Linked DNA regions of Mus musculus: all the other regions are linked to region 2. The links are chromatin contacts, called in public HiCAR-type, capture Hi-C and promoter capture Hi-C maps. All regions are on one chromosome and are shown on one strand. Each heading gives the region's core, a stretch centred on a gene start, on an enhancer-like site or on the middle of the called end of the contact. The rest is flanking DNA. Distances are from core to core; before and after follow the strand shown.

Region 1 (4,521 bases), core at 1,810-4,309, 2.0 Mb before region 2:
AAGCTGGGATGCAGGGATGGGCAACAGCACAGAGGAGCAAATAATATGAGACAGTCCCCTTGTGGAGCCCCCAACACTGCCGGGTGAAGAGCCGTGCAGTAAGAAGAACTTCTTGAACCTCTGTTTCCCTACTTGTAGAGCTGGACAGTACGCAGGCTGTGCACTGTGAGGCAGAAGTGTTCTCATGGTTCTGGGACACTTCTGCCCATGCTGCAGGCGCAGAGGACCACAGCCCAAGGGGTGGGGCTATGGAAGATCTGTGGACAGGAAGAGGCTAGGGCCCAGGATGTGGCACCTGCTCAGTTGGGGACCTATGCTATGTCTGGGGGCCTAGACACCCTCAGTGTCCGGCAGCCATTCACTTAATCCATAGTTAAAAAGAAAAAGAAAAAATACGGTGGTGGACAAAAGCTCTTCTTTCCTGAAACTCACTGGCGCAAACAGAGCATCTCTGAGTACTCAGATTAGCGATCTCAGAAGCGCTATGAAGACGGGCAGAGCAGGGGAGGGAGCAGGGGAGGGATGGAAGGAGCTGGGGCAGGCTGCTCTCTCCCGGGGGCTCAGAGGCAAGATGGATGGCCAGAGGCTGAAGCAGCATTCTTTCTGGTACCAATCTATCCCAGGAACCTTGTGGGTGACCCTCCAGTCCTTGAGAGGAACAGATGTCACCAGTGAGGCCCCCAGGGACACCAGCAACATCTCTTCTTCCTTAGGTCAGGCTGCACATTTCCCGACCTCCCAGTCCCCCACAATGGCTAAGGGACTGAACACTGGGAAGAGAGCCTGCAATCTGGAGGCAAGGAGAAGGTTCGGGGTACTGGCCTCTCAGTGACAGCTGAGAAAAAGGGCTAGAACAGGAAGTCCTCGAAGTGTCAAAGGCACGTGAGCCCCAGCAAGGGTGGAGCCAAGCAATCCGAGTCAGGAGCCAGGGAAGAGGAAACTCTGGCCAGGATCAGTTTCTCCCCAGCATTGAGCAAACGGAAGATCTTAGAACTGGAAGAGACATGACCCCACCCCTTTCCCCAACCTCCACAGTGCGTGTGCGTGTGTGTGTGTGTGTGGGGGGGGGGGCTCATCTCCCCTGGCAAGTGGCAGAGGAAAGTACTTGAGGGAGAGAGGTATTTCACAACTGGGCATGACTCTTCAGATGCTGTCCTGGCTAGTTTTGTGTCAACTTGACACAGCTGGAGTTATCACAGAGAAAGCAGCTTCAGTTGGGGAAGTGCCTCCATGAGATCCAGCTGTAAGGCATTTTCTCAATTAGTGATCAAGGGGGAAAGGCCCATTGTGGGTGGGACCATCTCTGGGCTGGTAGTCTTGGTTCTATAAGAGAGCAGGCTGAGCAAGCCAGGGAAAGCAAGCCAGTAAAGAATATCCCTCCATGGCCTCTGTATCAGCTCCTGCTTCCTGACCTGCTTGAGTTCCAGTCCTGACATCCTTTGGTGATTAACAGCAATGTGGAAAATGTAAGCTGAATAAATCCTTTCCTCCCCAACTTGCTTCTTGGTCATGATGTTTGTGCAGGAATAGAAACCCTGACTAAGACAGATGGGGAAAATATCTATGGTCCTCTTTTACCTCTGACCTCCTGAGACCCGTGCAGTACTGTATCTCATGCAGTCCATGGTCACTGTCTCCTTCTAACCACCAATCAACCCCACTGCCAGGCTGACTCTCCTCCGCCCCCCCCCCCCCCCCCAGATCGGTGAGCTCTGGGAATCAACCTTCCAGTTCAACTTCCTTCGAGGCTGGCTTCAAAGATGCTGACCATGTCGGCCCACACCACCCTGCACAGATCCTTGCTATATCTCAGACCAGGAGGTTGAGCTTGAGGATAGACCGGAAGGCTTCTCTGGGTCACATCCCTGAAAGGCCTTGGGACAGACCTGTCACTAAATGGACCAGAAGAGCCAACCTGCAGCTCCCAGGGGCAGAGTTCAGGAATGGGGTTGGCAAGGCCAAGGATCTTCAACAAGCAGTGTGGGACAGGGAGAACAGAGGATGGGGCTTGGAAGCCAGAGTTGGAGGAAGCTGTTTCGAAGGAGACAGGAAACAAGGACAGAGGCCTGGGGAGGAGGCTCAGCAGGGGCTAGGAAAGCAATCTGGGACGCAAAGCAAGGCTGGGCTTGGGTATAACGACAGAGAACTTGATTTCCTTATGGAGTCTTAGACGGGACCCTTTCAAGCACTGGGAGTTTCTCCAGGCGCGGACAGAGCTGGATCAGATGGGCCAGGGGTCCCCCCTTTCCTGGGCTGGGGGACCGAGCAGATCTAAGAAGAGCTGCGGGCACAGGGTTTGAAAGACTCAGGCCCTGAGGAAGTGGGGGGATCCCTCTAGGGGAAGACTCGAGGGTCTGCGCTTTGGTGCAACAGGCAGGGCCTTCGGGGGTCCGGGATAACTCTGCGCCACCGGGTCACCGGGGTGGGTGGGCGGCGCCCGCTCCCGGCCAGGCTGCGCGCAGCTGCCAGGGTCCGAGCGGAGCGACAGACTGGGGCGCCGCCCCTCCGGGTCGGGGGGCGGGGCGTGAGGAGGGGGCGCGCGGACCCCGCCCCGCCGGGAGAGAGAGAGGGGCCAGCCTCGCGCCCCCGGTTCCGGTTCCGGTCCGGCTCGCGCCCCTCCCGGACACTCACTGATTCGTGCCTCCAGAGTCTCCGGCTCCATCGCGGGCTCCATCCGCCACGGGCCCCCGGCCTCGGCGCCGCCCCCCGCCCCCCGGCCGCTCTCGCGGGAACTCCTCGGCTCCGCCCTCGGCCGGTTAAAGGGGCCGCGTCCACCCCGCGGAGTAGGAACGCGGCACCGGGACGCCGGGCACCATCGAGACGCGGGTGGAGCCGCCTAGAGCGTCGCCTCGTCGGCGCCCCTCCCCCTGGCGGCTGGCGGAGTCGCCGGTGGGGCTGGTCGGCGGCCTCGCAGCTCCGGGCGCTCGGGCGGGAGAGGAAGAGGAGAGCCTGGGGGTGGCGGGCGGCACCATAGAAACCCCGCGGGACCGCTCTAACTCAGTTAGCGTCACGCAGAGACCCGTGACCGCTTCCGGGACAACGCTCCGGAGCCATGTTTCTGAAGGGGTTCTGAAGTCACTTCCGGAGCCCTCAGGGGTACTTCCGCTTACGTGGGAAGATGTCAAAGTCCCTTAAAAGGGCAACTGGGCACTGTGGCCGCCGCCAACGCGATGAGGTTAAGCTAACGTTTGTTTAGCTCTTAAAGCCCTAGGCATTGTTCTGAGCAGTTTTTTCCCCTTTGAGACAAGGGCTCACTGTCTTGCTCTGGCAGTCCTGAAGCTCGCTCTGTAGAATAGGCTGGCGTGGAATTCCTGAGATCCGCCTTTTTCCGCCTCCCAAGTGCAGACATTAAAGAAGTGTGCCACCACGCCCAGCAAAGGGCTAAGTCTTTTTTTTTTCTTAACCTATGAATCTACATTCAAACCCGGGAGCCAGGTTATGAGTTTGCCTGAGGTCATTAGGGGTCAGTGCTTGCACCGAGTACTTAATTCTGCATTCAGTTTAGAAACTCCTTGCATTTGGGTTATTCGGTGCCCAGCCCTGGAGAGAAAGACAAGGCCAGATATATATCCTACAAGGTGATGATAACGCCCGCACTTATCAGACAGAGGCAGGAGGTTATCAGTTCAAGGCCAGTGTGGAATATCGTATCTCAAAGCACGTAACACTCTCAAGGTGATGGGGAAGCCAGAGAGGTGGTGGCAAAATGAGAGGTTATCTTTCCCCAAACTGGAATGGTGACGACGTCAGGCTCTTTTTTTGAGGTGGTTTAGGAGGAGGCAAAATGTGAGGTACTTTCACCCGCTTTTTCCACCCTCTGCGGTCGCCTTGGCTAATTCTCAGGAATGCCAGTTCGCTCTCTGTAGCCTCTGGCGGCCGTCGGGGGAACTGGCTACTGTGCCCTCTCCAGCGAGCCTGTGCCAGGAAGAGTTAAAGAGCATCTGAGACCAAGGAACCGGCGAATCCAGTTCCGCATGCCTGTGGCCTTGGAGGGATCAGTATTCACCTTGCAGAACCAGTTACCTCATTTCAGTCGGGTTTTCTTCTGAACCCAACTCTCAGTGAGACGTTTAATTCTCTCCTGCAACCTATAAGATACGGGAGAGGGTAACAAGATGGGCTCCGCCTGCTTTGTTTTCTTTATTTTTAAAATTGTTAATGAAATAAAACCCAACTGCAGGCCGGGCAGTGGTGGCGCACGCCACCTAGCACTTGAGAGGAAGAGGCAGGTGAATCTCCGAGTTCAAAGTCAGCCTGGTCTACGGAGCGAGTTCCAGGACCCAGGGCTACACAGAACAAAACCCAAAACAAAAACCCAAACTGCATTTGCCAAATTGATTTAAAGTCAGATCACTACTCACAGGCACTTTTGGTGGAGCGACAGAGGCAGGGTCTCCTGTAAGCCTAGGCAGGCCTTGAACGCACTATAGACTTGATCTCTGATCCTTCTTTCTCCACCTTCTGCGTGCATCACCACACCTGCAAGAGAATAGGACTTCTTGCAAGCTAAGCAACACGCTA
Region 2 (4,020 bases), core at 1,392-3,891:
CACACTAGTGCCCAAGACAGCCTGTAATTAGGAGTTGGAGACTAGCTTCTACTGCACGTTGAGAAGGAATGGGGGGAAAATTCTGTATCAATTACACAGACCCATTTGTATGGGCTGAGTGGAGACCAAGGCTCACTGTACTGTCACCACTAACCCCAGCAACTGTGGTCCACATAATTTACGTCAGTACCGCATATTGTAAACTGAGCTTCCCAGCTGGGCAGGATGACAACCCCAGCCTGATCTTCAGTGAGTTCCAGACAGTCAAGGATTATGTAGAGACCTGGTCTCAAGTCATCTACCCAAATCCCAGGCGCAGCATGCCATGCTCCCTTGTAGGGTGGAAGCATCTTTCACTTCCAGGGATCCCTCACAAAAGAGGCTCACACACGCCGGATTAGCCAAAGGACGTACTTTATTAGCTCCTGAACTCTAGTTCTCCTTCTCCTGTACAGTTTTGGTTCCACGCAGCCGTCCAGTCCGGCGGGCAGCAATGAGACCCACTTTGCGCCCAGCAGGGGCATCTCTTCGGATGGTGGAGGGTTTGCCAATGTGCTGGTGGTTACCACCTCCAAAGGGATGCTCCACAGGCTAAAAAGAGAATGAAGTTAGGTTAGTGTAAGGGTCATCTCACCTACGTAGGGAACACGGGAAGAGCCGACAGCCCAGGACCTCCCTGCTGCAGATCCTCCCAGCACAGCAACAAGAAAAGCCCACTCACTCAGTTCTTGGTTACTTACATTCATGGCCACACCCCGCACACGTGGCCAGCAGTTCCTCTTTGCCTTGTACTTGTGGTAGGCACGGCCAGCCTTTAAGATAGGCTTGTCAATTCTGCCCCCACCAGCCACAACACCTGAAAAGTGACACAACACCTCTGAGACATGCACCATTCACCATTAGTCTATGGCAGAAATCTACAACCCCACAGAAGTCCAGCAAGCTCTACCTAGGAAACCCCTTACCCTCTGCAAACTGACACTTTGACAGGTGAGGCAAGGACCATGCCTGTATTAAAGCAAACTGTTGACTCAGCCCAAGTTTCCATGGGGTGCACCTCAATATTCAGTGCCTGATATTCAAGACAGGTCCTTCAACCTCTGAAAACACCTCCCACAAATGGGCAAACCCACCTACCAAACACAGCATGCTTTGACCACGTGCCCTCAGAACTTATCCTATGCAAGGATGAGGTTAGCAGATCCTAAGATGTTTCCAAGTAACTAAACAAGAGATAAGTCATGGCCCCTTTTCACTGACTTGAACATCTTTTAACAGCCACTACTGGTCCTATCTTTTCTAAAATGAACCAACTAAACTCAAGTGCAGGATCAGAATTCCTAGGTCACAGTGCACAAAAGTGTCAAGCGGTGTAATCTTTTTTTAACCTAATTTTATGTATACACAGGCATCTTTACCTACATGTCTGTATCCATACACATTTATACAGTGCCCAGAGACCAGAAAAGAATCAAATCCCCAGGACAGGAATCAGTTAGTTGTTTACGAAGTAGGTATTCTAGCACTCTACAACTAAATCCCCAGTTGCATTCTGTTAGTCTTCTCCCATGACCAAGAAAATAAGCAATGTGGTTCTATGGCCTAGGCCCAGCAGCTGGCAGTTCATATGCCGACCACCCGCGTCTTCAAGGCCCCACTGCCCTCCCGCACTCACCAACAACGGCTCTGTTGGCAGAGGAAATGACCTTCTTGGACCCCGAAGGCAGCTTCACTCGAGTCTTCTTGGTCTCTGGGTTGTGGGAGATGACTGTGGCGTAGTTCCCGGAGGCTCGGGCCAGCTTGCCCCTGTCCCCAGGTTTCTCCTCCAGACAACACACGATCGTACCCTCAGGCATGGTGCCCACGGGCAAAACATTGCCGATATTCAGCTGGGCTGTGGAGAGAGGGGGCAAAACGACTGTTAACGCTAAAAGCCATGCCAAACCCACACCGATCCCAACCCACGAAGCTCAGCTCAGCACCCAAAGTCCCGGGCCCAACCCTTCCTTCCTTCCCCGCCTGGAGGCTCACCCTTCTTGCCGCAGTACACGAACTGTCCAGTGTGGATCCCCTCCGCTGCGATGAACAGCTCTGTCCGCTTCTTGAATCGGTAGGGATCCCGAAAGACGACTTTGGCGAGGGGAGCGCCGCGGCCAGGGTCATGAATGATGTCCTACGGGTCAGGGTGGTGTATTGTATTCTAAGGCCTGCTCGAGACGCCCGGTTCCCCGCCTGCTTAACTCCCGCCGGTGCCCTCCTACCTTTACGATGCCTTTAATGTAGCCGTGTCGCTCCGCGAAGTCCACAGCACGTAGGCGCGCGGCGCCCTTACGGTGCTTCACGTGCGCACGGAAAACAGAACCCGCGCCTTTCCTCTGCCCTCGGATCACACGGCCCATGGCGGCGAGTCTGGAAATGGTTCGAGTTCAGCGTCCAAAAAAATCCCCAGCCTCCTGCCAGCCCCCAAGGCCGAAAGCAACGCCATCCCTCCCTTCTGATCCTGGACGAGTGGGCCAGGCCGCATGACAGACCGCCAAGTAGTTAACGGCGGCGGATGGCGGTGGATAATTTCAAAACCCGCAGCGGACAGAGCACAACTTACCTGCCGGCAAGCAAGGCCGAAAGAGGAAATAGACGGGTCAACGCAGCCTTATCTTCCGGGGCGGGGCCATAACTCCGCCCCTTCCCCAGCGCAATGCCTGTCGGGTCTTGTAGTCACATGCAGGTGTCCTGTGTGTCTACCAAATTGCTGAACCAAGGCAATTGCTGAAACTTGTCGTCCTGGGGAGAGGCAGACTCTGAAGAAACCGACTCAAGAGTCTTACGGAGGAAGGGCGGGAGAGAGGAGGCTTCAAGAGGTGGAAGGATTTGTCCAGGGCAACGCCACGCAGAATCTTGAGCTTCCGAGCTGGGCCCAGACGGAGGAGATTGGATGTGCAGACACTGGAAACCTAGTGCTTTGCCGAACTAGAAGATTGAAATTTGACTGGGTCAGGCGGAGTTCCAGGACAGCCTGGGCTAGAAAACAAGTTCCAGAACAAGCTAGGGCTACAAAGAAAACCCAGTCTGGGGTAGGGGGTTGGGGGTGGAGGGGAGGAAGGAGGTGAAGAAGAACAAGAAGATAATGATTGGGATTTAAGAAGGTCACCTGCGGAGTTCTCAAGATGTCTGGCAAAGAAGCCAAAAGTTAGTGGCCTCAGCAATTGGAAAGAGGGTGGGGGCAATGACCCTGGAGAGCTAAAGCGGGGAAGGAACGCAGCGATGCAGGGCGATAAAGTGGCACAGAGCCCCCCAAACAGAGGTTCTTCATCTGAGTGAAACCTAAGTAGTCAATGGCATAAACGTGTAGACTGAGAGGGAGGTAACTGAGGGTCAGGGTCCCAATTGGTAAGAGAGGTTTGTCAGAACTGGGAGATTTTACATGGCAGAGGCTAAAATTGACATATTGAGGAGGAAGGGACATGGGTTGGTGATCTGACACACTGAAAAGAAGAAGGGACAGGCCAGACGTGGTGGCACATGCCTTTAATCCCAGGGCTTGGGAGGCAGAGGCAGGTGGATTTCTGAGTTCGAGGCTAGCCTGGTCTACGGAGTGAGTTCCAGGACAGCCAGGGTTGTACAGAGAAACCCTGTCTCGAAAAAACAAACAAACAAACGAGGAAAGAACACCGAGTTATCGTCATGGCTCAAGTTCCACAGGATGCTGGTGCACAGGGTATTCCAGAAGGGTAGTGGAGCTTTGGGTGGCAGGGTTCCAGGACTTGCAGAGTGGTAAATCAAGCCACCCAGGGGCAGGGTAAGGAGTTGAGTCAGCCCAGAAGAGAACCAGAATGAAAGATGCCTATACAGAAAAGTCTGTGGGAGGATGCCTGCTAGTGCTTTGTCTTGTGAACCGTGCAGGGCATAGGGCCCTGCCAGCACTAGGGTATATCTCAGCCAACCGGCCCACAGGACAGTTTTGTGAGAGTCTGTAAATGTATGTGCAAGTTTTCAGCCCTGTCACACTCTTCCTATATAGGC
Region 3 (4,037 bases), core at 131-2,630, 1.0 Mb after region 2:
TAACCGAGGAAGGAGGAGGAGATTTAAAAAGCTGAGGATCCAAGGAGCTGCCTCAGCGAGGGCTGGAGCTGTCTGGGTACAGCAAGCTAGGTAAGACTCAGGAAGAATTGCTCCAGAGACAGTTGGAGTGTCTTAGGCACCCTACCATTGTTGTGAAGAGACGCCATGACCATGGCGACCAACTCTTGGCAAAGAAAGCATTTAATTGGAGGCTTTCCTATGGTTTCAGAGGTTAGTCCATGATCAATGATCATCATGGTGGGGACATACATGCAGGCACGGTAATGGTGACAGAGGGGAGAGTTCTACATTCTGAAAGAGACCCTAGCCTTGGCATGTGCTTTTGAAACCTCAAAGCCCACCCCTGTGACACACTTCCTTCAAGAAGGCCACACCTCCGGATCCTAATCTTAGAATAACACCGCTCCCTGGTGACTAAGCATTCAAATGCATGCGCCTTTGGGAGCCATTCTTATTCAAACCACCACATGGTTTGGTTCATGGCTTGGTGGGAGGCAGAGTTGGGGCTTGGGTAGCCCGAGGTATAGGAGCTGAAGAGCGTGAATGCCCACTGCTTGGAATACTTCCCCATGCACTTCCGCCTGGAGCAGTCTGTCAGACTAGTTCATCTAGCTTCCCTGGCTTAGCGCTGGGCAGTGCCTATAGTGTGGTTGGGTGGAGAGCGGGGATTTAGGGTAGAGGTTGGGCCAGCCCTGGGGAGCATGAACCTGGAAAGGAAGACAACCGGGCGAACAGTATACATACACACTGCCTACGCAGACACAGGGAAGACAGTCTCAGAGAAGGAGGGGCTGGACAGACAGGGCATGAGACATACCACCTCGGGACTGGCAAGGATGCAGAGGAGCCCGCATCAACAATAGTGGGCACTTGCAAATGTATTTAGGAGGCATCACCAGCCTCACCTCATTTGCTCCACACCCCAAGTGTTTCAAGTTCAGGGAGAATGACAGTACCTGACCACGCCCGTTCCTAGGATATTTGGCTATGTGGTCTAGCCCAGCCCCTGACCCTACTGGGGCTTCCTCAGAAGGATCTAAAACTGCCCTGGACCCCTCCCCCAGGCAAGAGGGGGATGGGCAGTTGGGTTAAAGACCTTTCTCTCCTCCACGATAGTCCATGATCTCCATGGACACTGGTGGGCAGGGCCAGACTATGCAGTGGCCATGTCCCACTTGGCTCCAGCAGCCTGGGCAGACACCCTTCACAAGTCCATGCTAGGATATCTCTGTGATTGAACAGCCAATCACTGGCACATGCTCAGACTCGCATGTACCTACGTCTATGCCCACGCCACCACGCCTGTCTGTAGGCCCGCCTGTGGGCCCGCCCGGGGCCTGATTCTAGGTCAGGTCTGGACACAACTTCACTGGAAGAGTGGTGGCAGGTGCCGCTGGTAGGAACACTATGGCTGGGGGTGTGTGGGGTCGGGGCCGGGACGGCCGGGACGGCCCTGTGGGCTCCCTAACTCTGACAGCTCTAGCGGAAGGAATCCGGGCTAGCCAGGGGCAGCCTGTGGGACCCTCTTCTACAGGCCCTCAGTCTGATCCCCAGGAGCTTGGGCCCGAGCCTGAGCCCTATATTCAAACACTCACCCCTGCCTTTGAGGCCCAGCCTGGGAATGAAGTGGTTGCCCCCACAGCTGGTAGTGAGATCTATTCCCCACACAATGCCCAGGAGCCAGCCCCCGAGAGACCGTACCAGGTGAGTAAGAGGGCAGATGCTGGATGATGCAAAGTTTGGCTGTTCACTTGGGCACTAGAAAGACAAGAAGTACGGGGGGGGGGGGGGCATTGAGGAGTCCTGAGGGTAAACGGATGGAAAAGATCATACGGGAGGAAGGTTTGTCGCCATCTGAGGGATGGGAAGACTGGAGGACTAGGGAGGATAGTTGAGATCGGCTTGGGGACTTCAGAAACTCCACGTTTCATTCTTCCATCATAGGCTTCCCAGTATTCCTGGGAGGAAGGAACCCTTGCAGACCTTGCGTTGTATACAGCTGCCTGTCTGGAGGAGGCTGGCTATGCCGGGACCCAGGCAACAGCGCTCACTCTGTCCTCAGCCCTGGAAGCCCGGGGGCAGCGGCTGGAGGACCAGGTTAGCATCCCCATCCAGAGAATCCTGCAAGCCTCCCTTCAACCTCGACCACACTCCCCCTAAAGGCTGCTCTGAGTGTAGGGAGGTGCGGTGCTGGCAAGAGTTTCCTTTTGAGGTCCTGGGGCTCTAACTACTGACGTTTGTTCCTTTTACCCAGGTCCACGGTCTGGTGCGTGGGCTGCTGGCACAGGTCCCTAGCCTGGCAGAGGGGAGACCCCGGAGGGCAGCCCTACGGGTGCTGAGCGCACTGGCTCTGGAGCATGCGCAGGACGTGGTGTGTGCGCTGCTACCCAGTTCGCTACCCCCGGACCGGTAACCCTCCCCGCCCAGCCGCGCTGCGCTGCCCCACGCGGCTTCCTTCCCCCTTCCCGCTTGATAGCTTGGTCATAGGATCTGGTTCCTGCAGCACCGGGCAGTAAGGGAATAGGGCCCCGGAAATCCCTTCCCCTAGACTTTTGCTGGTGTTACACCACCATACCTGGGTTTAGTTTAACTCTGACACTCTCCTCTCTCTCTCTCTCTTCTCCTTTCCCTCCATCCCCTGCTTTTTACCTGAAGATGTGGGCGGCATAAGTAAGCACGGTGGCTTGATCACCTAGAAGCCTCTGGCTCTTCGGGTCATTTACCCCAATATTTATTTTTGGTTAATTCTTTACAATAATTTTAAAAATTAAAAAAAATAATGTTAGGTCTGTTTCCCAGTAGCTGACACAACGGGGCTCACAGTGTAGTCCAGAGGGCTGCTGATCTCTGGGGCTGGCTCTGTTGTCGTCTGCGTTTGTCTTCTCTGGGATATGGGATGGTGGAAGGGTAAAGGATGGTTTGCTTCTGGAGCCTTTTCCTAGAGGTCGCCGTGGTGGGCTTTCCTGAGGATTCTTTGCAACTCCTCTTCACTACATGGCCCCTCACCCCTAGGGCAGCCTCTGAGCTGTGGCGAAGCCTAAGCCGGAATCAGCGAGTAAACGGGCAGGTGTTGGTGCAACTGCTGTGGGCACTGAAGGGTGTGGCGGCTCCCGAGTCTGAGGCCCTGGCAGTAAGTGGCTTCAGCAAGAGCCATCAGGGGGCGTGGCCTACACATAGGGGCGTGGTCTGGCCACAAGCAGCCAAAGAGTAACCACTTACGGTAGGACTAGCTCCAGAGTTACACTTGTCTGGGATATCCTGTACACATCCAAAAATTGTCAGAATTCCAAGGGTGGGCTCACTTGATCTACAGGCCACTCGCGCTCTTGGAGAGATGTTGGCCGTCTCTGGCTGCGTGGGAGCCACTCGAGGCTTCTACCCTCACCTGCTGTTAGCACTGGTCACACAGCTGCATGAGCTGGCTCAAGGTGCTCATTCCCCCGACAGCCCTAAGGTTTGGGAGCCTTCCCACCGAGGGCCACCTCACAGCCACGCCAGGTGAGAGAAGGTACCCTGGGATACGTGAGTGGTGGGACAGGCCTCCCTTGCCCTCACTGCCCACTGCACAACTGTTCGCACCTCCAGCTGCACAGTGGAGGCCTTAAAGGCCCTGCTCACAGGGGATGGTGGCCGAATGGTGGTCACATGTATGGAGCAAGCAGGAGGCTGGAGGAGACTGGTAGGAGCCCACACACACCTGGAGGGTGTCCTGCTGCTGGCCAGGTGAGGAGGCAACCCAGGACAGTACAACAGGAGAAGGCTCCCTGCTAGCCAGGTGCGATGGTGGCATGGGGGAGGAGGTGGGGATGAGCCCTTCCAAGCGGAAGAAGAACTCCCCTTTCCCCTACTTCAGTGCCATGGTGGCACATGCTGATCACCATCTCCGAGGCCTTTTTGCGGACTTGCTCCCTCGGCTACGAAGTGCCAACAACCCGCAACGCCTCACCGCTATGGCCTTCTTTACTGGGGTGAGCCTGCTTCCCAGAACGGTAGTGAGTGGTGACTTCCTGCTCAGA
Region 4 (4,056 bases), core at 580-3,079, 1.1 Mb before region 2:
GGCATGATGGGAGCAGTTCAGCAAAGATACATGCCTCTTTATATTTTAAGGCATTTTGATTTTCTACTGATCTGGGCTCTTGCTATGGAGCCCAGGCTAGCTTCAGGTCTGCCCAGGCTGACCTCCCATTTGCAGCAATCCTTCTGTCTCAAGTTTTCAGGTGTTGGGAGCTCAGGATCAGCTGGACAATTCAGTGAGAACTTGCTTAACAACTGTTTAAGTCCGAAGGATGGCTGTTTTCAAAGCAAGTGACTTTTCTCACAATCTCCAACTTCACCAGCTTCTGTCGTTATGATCCCTCCCCTTCAGTTTCAGAGTAGAGGGATCCCAGAACATGCTGCAACTAACTCTTAAAGACATACAAACAAACACACACACACACACACACACACAATAGGACCCAGACAGTGACAGTAAACCTTTGGGGCAGAAAGTACAGCAAGTGTGGGACCTGCTGGGAGAGGAATGAGAGCAGGGTCGTGGTGGCCAGAGCAGAGGTTGTTCAGAAGGGCAGGGAGATGTCAGGCCACATCTTCCCTCGGAAGTGTGGGAAGAGCTTTGAGCATCCTGAGGAGCAACCCACTGGGAGTATGAATGGTTCGAACAATGAGGGAGATGGTACTATGAGGGCAGACAGCACTCAGGTACGGCTGAAGTTACAACACAGACAGGCTAGTCCCAATGTGGTGGGAAATTTAAGTTAATGACGAGGACCCAGCAGGACCCACCAAATCCTGAGAACACAAATTGGGGAAACGGGAAGGCAAGCTCATTGGTAAATTAGTGAAATGGGTAATCCCACCAACATTACCATTTCCAACACAGGTAGAGGCCAAATCACCTGATCAAATTCATCCCAGTGGTATCCACGGTAAGGACCCGAATGTGGAAATGTCCTTTGACAACCATTTATTTTACAATTTATTATCTAGCATTTCCAGTTTCATTAAGGGAGGAGGGGAGAGAGATGTCAGATATGAAGGCCATAAAACTACACTTGGCTGACCCTGGACACCACATGTATCTAAGATGTTTTTTTTTTTTCTTTTTTTAAAGATGTATTTTCTAATCAAGGAGATCTGCTGAGAAACTATCAAGGAAACATAAACAGCAGGCAGAAGGGACCAGCTTTTTAAAAAACGCCCATCCCGAGTCTCTTTCCAGACGGCTGCAGGGGGTGGAAGACGCCAAGAGGTCACACTGACCCGCACCCTGTGAACTGTGATGATCAATTAAGACGTAGCTTGGATAGCCCCGATCTGAATATCGATTTAGAGCGAGGCACTCTAAATCTGCTTTAAAAAATAGCGACCAGAAATCTCCGTTGAAAGACGCTTGTGACCTGTGGGACAAAGGTTTGAGTCCTAGCGGGCACCCCGAAGCTCTAGCAACCCGGACTAGGCAGGTCATTTGCCACCCTGCGTTGGGGCCACAAGTGACAAGCACACGAAACGCGCCGGGCCACTCTCCAGATAACGATCAGCCAGACCGACGACCACGCTGGGGCCAGCGAGCGCGGCGGGGCATTGTGGGAGGCAGAGGAGGCGAGCCTGGCGCGAAGCATTATGGGACACCGCGGGGACAGCTCCGACTCCCCGCCCCGGCTTCTCTGGCCCCGAGCGTGACCACGATTCAGTTCTGAACCTCTCCGGGCGTCCCCAGACGCCACTGACGTAATCCCCTCACTTGTGTCTGGCACCTCAGGGGCGAACGAGGATTTTTTTTTTTTTTTTTTTTAAAGCCGAGAGCTGTGACACACTTCCGGTTGTGTCTCACTTTACGGCTTGACATTTTTCCGCTGACTAAGAAGGAAGTGGTAGGGCCATTTACGACAGCGCTGGTCGCCGTTTACGGCACCGGCCCCTGCGCGCGCATCTTCCCTCCTGCCTTGACTCCTCGGAGTATCCCGGCAATCGCAGTTTTTTCCCCGGGCCATCTGTCGCCATCCGGGCCCGTGAAGGCTTTTGCAGGTGAGCGGCTTGTTTCGTGGGACCCTGCGGACCTCGCGAGCCAGCCTGGGCTAGACGTGGCTTCGGGAGCTCCCGGAAGAGCCTTCCTTTACGTCCTGTCGCCTGTGCCCCTCCGCTGGGCGGGGCGGGAATTGGCCCCCGGTGGTCCCAGGCACGACTCAGAATGCAGGACACCGGACCTTGTGTGTGGATCCCTCGCTCGGCGCTCTGCTCAGCGCCGTGGGGTGGGTTGTGGGGCGACGTAGCCTCCTCTAGGGGTTCGAACAGATTGTTTCTGTGCTCCGAAATGGGGGGCTGAGAGTAGGTTCCAGCTCTGATCGGAAACGGAGCCCAGGAGTTAATGGCCCCCACCTGTAGTGTCCCCAGTGACCCACACTGTATTGTGGCCAATACAGCTGTCGCGCCGTTTTACTTTTCCCCTACTGCTTTCTTTCTGATTCACGTGTGCAGTAGCCGAAGGACCAAACCCTGTCCATCCAGGGAGATAGATGATGATGCACATCAGGCCTTGAGCCATCTTGAACTTGTGACAACTCAAGTTTACAGTTGCTTTGGGGGCAGCCTGTTGGGTATGGCTTAAAGCCCCAGGTGGTCAGGCTGCCAGCTACCCACAGTATAACCAGAAGGAGGTCGGGCCTAAGTAGACAGCCTTGGAAACTTTTTGAAGGGATGGGCAGATGGACTCCTTAAGTTAGCAGAGCTAGCTTTGTGTCTCAAAGATGGGGTGTGTGGTAGCAGTCGGTGGTAAAGCGTCCAGCACAGCACCCCAACATCCTGGGGCCTCTTACTTCATGTCAGCTGTTTGAAGGCCACCACACCCCACCACCACCACCTCACCCTCTCTCCCACAACCCCGTGTTCTTCCTACAACTTAGCATACGTTCATATTTGGAGGGTGAAGCTCCTGGGTTTACTCTTGTCCGTGTCACCTAAGTATCACCAGCTTCCGTGTGTCAGAGGAGGAGGAGAGGCTACTGAGCTCTAATGGTGGACAATTTCAGGTTTCTTGTGTGTGGTCAATGCATGGGTTTTTTTTTTTTCCTTTTGTTGTTTGCTTTGGTTTTTGATGGGAAGTGTCCAGCAAGCCCCTGGATTATACAGCTATTAGCTTTTACTTTCCTAAAATGAGCTGTGGTATATACTATATACTGCGGGGCCAAAGCTACACTGCCTGTGTTCAAATTTTCTTACCCAGAAAATGGGACTGGCCCCACGGGATTGTCCGAAGGGTTTAGTGAGCGCGTGTGCTGTAAGCGGTCAGAACAGTGTCCTGGTGCTCCTGCGTATGGACATTTGACACTCGGCCGCTTTTGCTCTGAAGTTTGTGACCACCTTGGTCACCAATGGTCCTTTTGCTTGGCTGCATGCACTGTACAGGACTTGTGCTGATGGAAAATTGGAAGGGTGGGGTCTGATTGAGGGTTCAGGGGATGGTCTTGTTTGGTTGGTTTTAGTCCTTTATTTTTAGGATTTTGTTGTTGCTGTCTGTGTATGCACGTGTGTGGGAGTTTGTGCTGTGGCATTCTGCTGGAGAAGGCCACGTGTGGGGGTCTGTTCTCACTTTCCACTTTGGTTCCACCTTTACTTGTGGCACCATCTCAGCAGCCCGAGGGTCTTTAAAGCACTGTGTGCCGGTGCCTTTGTGTAACTGAGTGGTAATTGTGCAGGGTGACAATCACCAAGACTTTGACCGAGGCCCTCTGATGGAGACTGGGTTTAGAGACATTTGCTGTTGGGTGCTTTGGTGAAGGTGTTTCGGGGAATTCACTACTCTTACCTCCTTGAATAATTGAAGACACCTTTATCATATGTTCTACTGAGAAAGACGGGACACCCCATCAAGGAAAGGCACAGCTTCATTGCAAAGATGTTCACCAAAGAACCTGTCCTAGAATCAGTGAGACATAGGAAAATGTCGCTGGTGTTGGCAGGGTTCTGCGTTTTGAGTGTTCTTTGAACAGTTTACAGGAAAACCCTGTCCACAGTGCTCGAGAGCCAGGGTGCACCTCTGCAGTGCAGCTTCAGTGGAGGGTGGAGTGTTTGGAACTTGGCGGCCTTCCTTCTGAAACTTCTCACACTGCTTGTG
Region 5 (4,578 bases), core at 466-2,965, 1.5 Mb before region 2:
CTCTGGGACAGGCAGAAAATAATGGGGAAATGTAGCCACTGTCCTGGCTTCAAGACAATTTTTTTAGGCCTCCCCTGAAGGCTCCGGTAGGCTGTAGAGACCCAGACCAGCGCAATGGACCAACTCACCCTCCTCGGCCATGTCCTTGTCCAGCACCAATTTTCCATGCCTGAGGAAATTCAGGATGGGCCCGAAGTAGGTGGGGTCACGGTCAATGAGGTAGGCCCCGGTCTCATCCTGTGGAGGAGATGACCACAGGAAGTGAGGGGTGTGCAAGCTTCCCCAAGCCAGCCACCCCCACCCCTCCTAACACACACACACACACACACACATACACACATACACACACACACACATAAACTCAAGTCACCACAGGCTGGCTGGAAGAATGGCTACAGGGAGAGAGGAAGCAGGAAGAAAGCAGTAAGGATCTGGGTTCGAACCCTGCCTCTGCCTTTTCCAGGCTGTGTGACCTTGAGCCAATCATCTGGCCTCTGGAGCGTTGCTTCTTTCTCCCATAGTCAGAGGATTAGATGTGAGTATAGAGGGTGACCGGATTCCTGAGTGGCCCCTTACCTCTCTCTCAGCACAGGACCCAGTGAATTTCCCTCTTAGGAAAGTTTCCCTCTTGGAGGCTGTGTACCGCGCCCACCCCCACCCCCAGCCAACCCCACTATTCACTAGATGTTTGCAAGTTTCCAAAGAAGCTGCACTCTGATTGGACAAGTGCAGCCTGCAGGGAGGACTGGGATCTGGACAACCCAGCACAGAAGACGGAGACATCAAGGGACAGGGGACTCACCCAAGGGCACAGTGTAAGAGGGCCACAGAATGGGGGACAGGGGACTTTGACAAGCCAACTCCAGAGGCCTTGCACACTAGGAGGCCAAAGTCAGAGAGCAGGGAAGTTCCCCTCTCCTCCCGATTCCTCCCTGGTCATTTGGGAATTTGGCAGGAGAGCAGGGTGAGCCCACAAGTGATAGCTCCAAAGCCAGTGCTCTTCCCTACATTAAGCCCAGCTCCAAGACACCCAGGCCTCCTCCATCTAGTTCCTTGTACCCTTCAGCTGCCCACACCCTAAGGGCGGGGAGAAGCAGCCGCATCAACTCCTTTAAGAGTCAGCCAGGGCAGTAAGGCAGGCCCGGTTTGTTGGTCCCTCCCCAGCGCTCCACAGTAAGGAAGCGTCCCGGATCTGGGGCAGCTCTCCAAAGCTCTAAATGGCTGCGGCCTGTGCTGTCCCGTTGCCACGGCAATGGGTATAGCTATTCCTCTCGGCTCCTCTTCCTCCCCCTCCTCCTGCCTCGGCTCCCCGCCTCAGAATCCTAGGAAAGCCAGAGGCCGAGGGACGCGCAGGCGGGACAGCCCGGGAGCGCGGGGCCAGGACCCCCCTGTCAGCGGGCTCAGGGCTCACCCTGTCCGATTGAAGCTCTTCGCCCTGACACAGGCGGCTGAGGAAGGACTTCTGCTCCCGACACAGCGTCTGGCGGGTGGTCAGGAACACCGTGCCCCCCACGTTCAGCCGCACCCACTTGCCCCAGCCGCCCCCGGGGCGGCCGCCCGCCCCCACCGGTGGCGCTGCCTCCCCGGCCTCCATCCTCATCGCCGGCCGCGTTGTCTGCATCCTTCCCTCCGCACGCCGCGGGCGAGTACCAGGTGCAGGGCATGCCGGGAGCTGTAGTCTGGAGCCAGGGCTGGGATGCTCTGCGCTTGTCCTGGTGTTGCTCGGACAGCACGTCCCGCCCCACATTGCCTTTCTTGGTGATCTATCATCTGGTCTCTCCGTGTGGCCAGACTGCTTGGTTTGCAGAAGGCCCTGCGAAAACAGTGATTTCCTCATTGGCTATCCCCCCCCATTTGTTCTGCTTTGTACGGGGGCCCCAGCTGAGGAATACCTGACCTGAGAAGAACTTTCTTCCTCCAGAAATTCCTATATTTACCTGAACCTACTTTTAAAAATAGGCGCACGCGCCTGTGTGTGAGCATGTGCGTGTGTGCATATGCGTGCATGAGCCACATCAGCAGTGTTTCTTTTTTGTCCCGTGTGTGGCAAAGACCACGGGGATGAGGTATAGTCACCACCTCTTCCTAAATTCTTTGAGGATATGTAGTTGGGCTTAGGGCTGGCTGAACGTTTCTGTGTGCCAGAAGCTGTGTGAGCATACATATGACTCCTTTAAGCTTCCTGCATCCCTGCCGGGTTGCTCTGGATGCCAGTCTTGGTCTAGTCTGAATGCTACGGAGTCTGCTTAAAGAGTGAACGTTCAGAAGATGAAGTTCAGGTACTGGCTTCTCTGGTGCCACTTGGCTTCCATATGTGCTTGACCTGAAGCTTGGAGATGAGGCATGGATCGGCTCTACAAAGTGGGGAAGGGGAGTTTTAGAATAGCCCCCTCCCCCATGATGCTGAGATGCCCAGGCCCCCCAGATGCCTTTCCTTGATGGGAGTGTGGGGTGTGCAGCAGGACTGGGGAGGCTCCAAAGCTCTCAGCAAAGGAGGAATGGGCTTAGGGTTTGGAAATGGTCACTCTAGCATTGGCATTCAAGGTGATTGCTGGGCTAGCAGAATGGAGAGGAAACAGGGGAGGGGGAGGATCCTGTTTGGGGGACATGGTCACTGCTGTTCTCACCCCACTGTTCAGTGAGTTCCTGAGGACAGTTGTTCCTTTTAGGACAACACAGCAGGTACAAAAAGACCTGACTTAGGGATGGCCTAGTTTCACTTTCTGTTGATGTAATATTAACATCCTGCCAAAAGCTAACGTAGGAAGAAAATGGTTTATTTGGCTCATAATTCCATATGAGCTCTTTGCTATAGGGAAGTCTAGGTTCCAGGACCTCGAGGCAGCTAGCCACATCCACAATCAAGAGCAGAGAGAGAACAAATGTATGCTTGTACTCAGCTCACTGTCTCCACTCTTACACCGTCCTGGGCTGAAGCCTAGGGAATGGTGTCTCCCACAGTGGGCTGTGTCTTCCCACATCAATTAATGTAATCAAGACAATCTCCTACAGTCATGCCCACCTGATTCAGACAATTCATCACTAGCTCTCTTCACAGGTGATTCTAAACTGTGTCAAGCTGACCCATCACTGGGGAGGTGAGAGGGGCAAACCCCTTGCAAAGGATGGAGGTCAGATCTTCCTCCTTCGGGCTGCACATATACCTGTGATGTCCTCCAGGCAGGGCCCTGTTATAAGTACCTGGCCACAGACACCAAAAGCATCCATCAGAGATAAGTTCATTGAGCACCGTGCTCTCAAGACCACACTCTTGGTGTGCCATCGCGATCAGGGTGATGACGGCAGCCACCAGGACAGCAGGTACTGTTCACTGAGAGCTTTCCTGGTTCAAGTGGTGCCCACACATGGGCCGTCCTCATTCCGGGACTCTCAGATATGGATCCTACTTTTCCATGCCTCTCTTACAGTAGATAAAAGGAGGCTCAGGGACTGTGGGACAGTGCTGGGAGAGGCTATGGAGAGCAGAGTCAACCTCAAAGCCTTGCCTCACTGACTCGGAAGCTGTCCCTCCTTCCTATGGCAACACCACAGGTGAGGAGACCACAGTCCACACAGCCGGTCCAAGCAGGCCAGTGGGAGTCCAGCACACATCTGGACATTGTCCCTGTTTGGTGTCAGATGGGCCAGTACCTTGAGGGTGAATAAAGAGGAAGGCTTGCCTCAAATTCTTCTCCTTCTTTCAGAACCCCTACCCTGGACAGACAAGCTCCTCCGACAGACACCTAATGTTCTCCCCCTGTGTCACTGTTCCGTTGCTGGGATAAAATAACCTGAGCGCAATAACTTGAAAAGAGAACGAGTTATTACGTGTTGCTTACTTTCCATAGTTTATCGACTGTTGGTTTTAGTTTCCCTTTTTAGAGGTATGGTGGGGTGCAGTACTGAGGACTGAACCTAGGGTCTGCTTGCCTCGTGGCAGAAAAAAAGGAAGAAAGGAGAGCAGAGAGGAGAGGAGAGGAGAGGAGAGGAGAGGAGAGGAGAGGAGAGGAGAGGAGAGGAGAGGAGAGGAGAGGGAGAGAGAGAAACAGAGACAGAGTCAGAGAGACAGAGACAGAAAGAGACAGAAACAAAGAAACAGAAACCAGTGACAAGTTCTACTGTTCGGAGGTGCATCCCAGAGTTACCACTTCCTCCATCCAGGCCCTTCCTCTGAGTAGCCCACTCAGCTTGAAACTCATTAGTTCCAACGGAGCTAATGTAATCCATTGATAAAATTAATGGCCCCATGTGCTAATCACCCCCAATAATGCCACCAGCTAGGGACCAAGTTTCCACCTACAAGCTGGGTAGAGAACACTTCACATCCAAACCACAACCCATTGGAAGTGACACCCCCAGAGCCAGTACCAAGATCCAAGATCCCCTAAACATCCGACAGTTGCCACCATATTCCTTCCCGTGTCCGGCTGGGCTTTGGTCTGGCCCTTTTTAGGTGGGAAAGTAAGGCCTACTAAAAGGTTCACCCACCCAATTGTGGAAAAGTCCTTAGTCCTCTCCTAATGACTTTCATGTGTTACTGGGTTCACCTACTATGTGCTAAGACTGAAACCTGGAGGT

The links. Promoter capture Hi-C pulls out the DNA fragments that hold promoters and counts their contacts. HiCAR-type assays count read pairs that join an accessible place to other places. Capture Hi-C pulls out chosen DNA fragments and counts their contacts.
Region 1: a capture Hi-C map of embryonic stem cells shows a contact between it and region 2, with 7 times the contacts expected there. The contact joins the promoter of Gga1 here to the promoter of Rpl8 in region 2. A contact is called at or near these places in 1 of 39 promoter capture datasets (embryonic stem cells), 2 of 115 datasets of contacts at active chromatin or transcription factors (embryonic forebrain and stem cell-derived neural progenitor cells) and 3 of 9 other capture datasets (adipose tissue, embryonic stem cells and liver).
Region 3: a promoter capture Hi-C map of erythroid cells shows a contact between it and region 2, with 8 times the contacts expected there. The contact joins the promoter of Mroh6 here to the promoter of Rpl8 in region 2. A contact is called at or near these places in 2 of 39 promoter capture datasets (embryonic stem cells and erythroid cells) and 2 of 115 datasets of contacts at active chromatin or transcription factors (bone marrow-derived macrophages and large pre-B cells).
Region 4: a capture Hi-C map of embryonic stem cells shows a contact between it and region 2, with 2.9 times the contacts expected there. The contact joins the promoter of Eif3d here to the promoter of Rpl8 in region 2. A contact is called at or near these places in 2 of 39 promoter capture datasets (cranial neural crest and erythroid cells), 3 of 115 datasets of contacts at active chromatin or transcription factors (astrocytes, embryonic stem cells and large pre-B cells) and 4 of 9 other capture datasets (adipose tissue, embryonic stem cells, liver and 1 more).
Region 5: a contact with region 2 is called in a HiCAR-type map of astrocytes, with 4 times the contacts expected there. The contact joins the promoter of Kctd17 here to the promoter of Rpl8 in region 2. A contact is called at or near these places in 1 of 39 promoter capture datasets (erythroid cells) and 2 of 115 datasets of contacts at active chromatin or transcription factors (astrocytes and pancreatic cancer cells).

The regions. Positions count from the first base shown.
Region 1 is chr15:78,875,728-78,880,248 of GRCm38.p6, reverse strand. It overlaps Gga1 (golgi associated, gamma adaptin ear containing, ARF binding protein 1), which reads right to left and starts at 3,059. Exons shown (of 17, transcript NM_145929.2): 1 at 2,632-3,059. The coding sequence starts at 2,674.
Region 2 is chr15:76,902,692-76,906,711 of GRCm38.p6, reverse strand. It overlaps Rpl8 (ribosomal protein L8), which reads right to left and starts at 2,641. Exons shown (of 6, transcript NM_012053.2): 1 at 2,603-2,641; 2 at 2,262-2,409; 3 at 2,032-2,173; 4 at 1,676-1,894; 5 at 741-856; 6 at 394-591. The coding sequence starts at 2,399. The coding sequence ends at 433.
Region 3 is chr15:75,886,115-75,890,151 of GRCm38.p6, reverse strand. Mroh6 (maestro heat-like repeat family member 6) reads left to right here and starts at 1,380. Exons shown (of 14, transcript NM_001282443.2): 1 at 1,380-1,725; 2 at 1,966-2,118; 3 at 2,276-2,430; 4 at 3,034-3,151; 5 at 3,335-3,519; 6 at 3,607-3,744; 7 at 3,875-3,989. The coding sequence starts at 1,429.
Region 4 is chr15:77,968,597-77,972,652 of GRCm38.p6, reverse strand. It overlaps Eif3d (eukaryotic translation initiation factor 3, subunit D), which reads left to right and starts at 1,829. Exons shown (of 15, transcript NM_018749.2): 1 at 1,829-1,970.
Region 5 is chr15:78,425,701-78,430,278 of GRCm38.p6, reverse strand. Kctd17 (potassium channel tetramerisation domain containing 17) reads right to left here and starts at 1,715. Exons shown (of 8, transcript NM_001289671.1): 1 at 1,412-1,715; 2 at 129-237. The coding sequence starts at 1,621.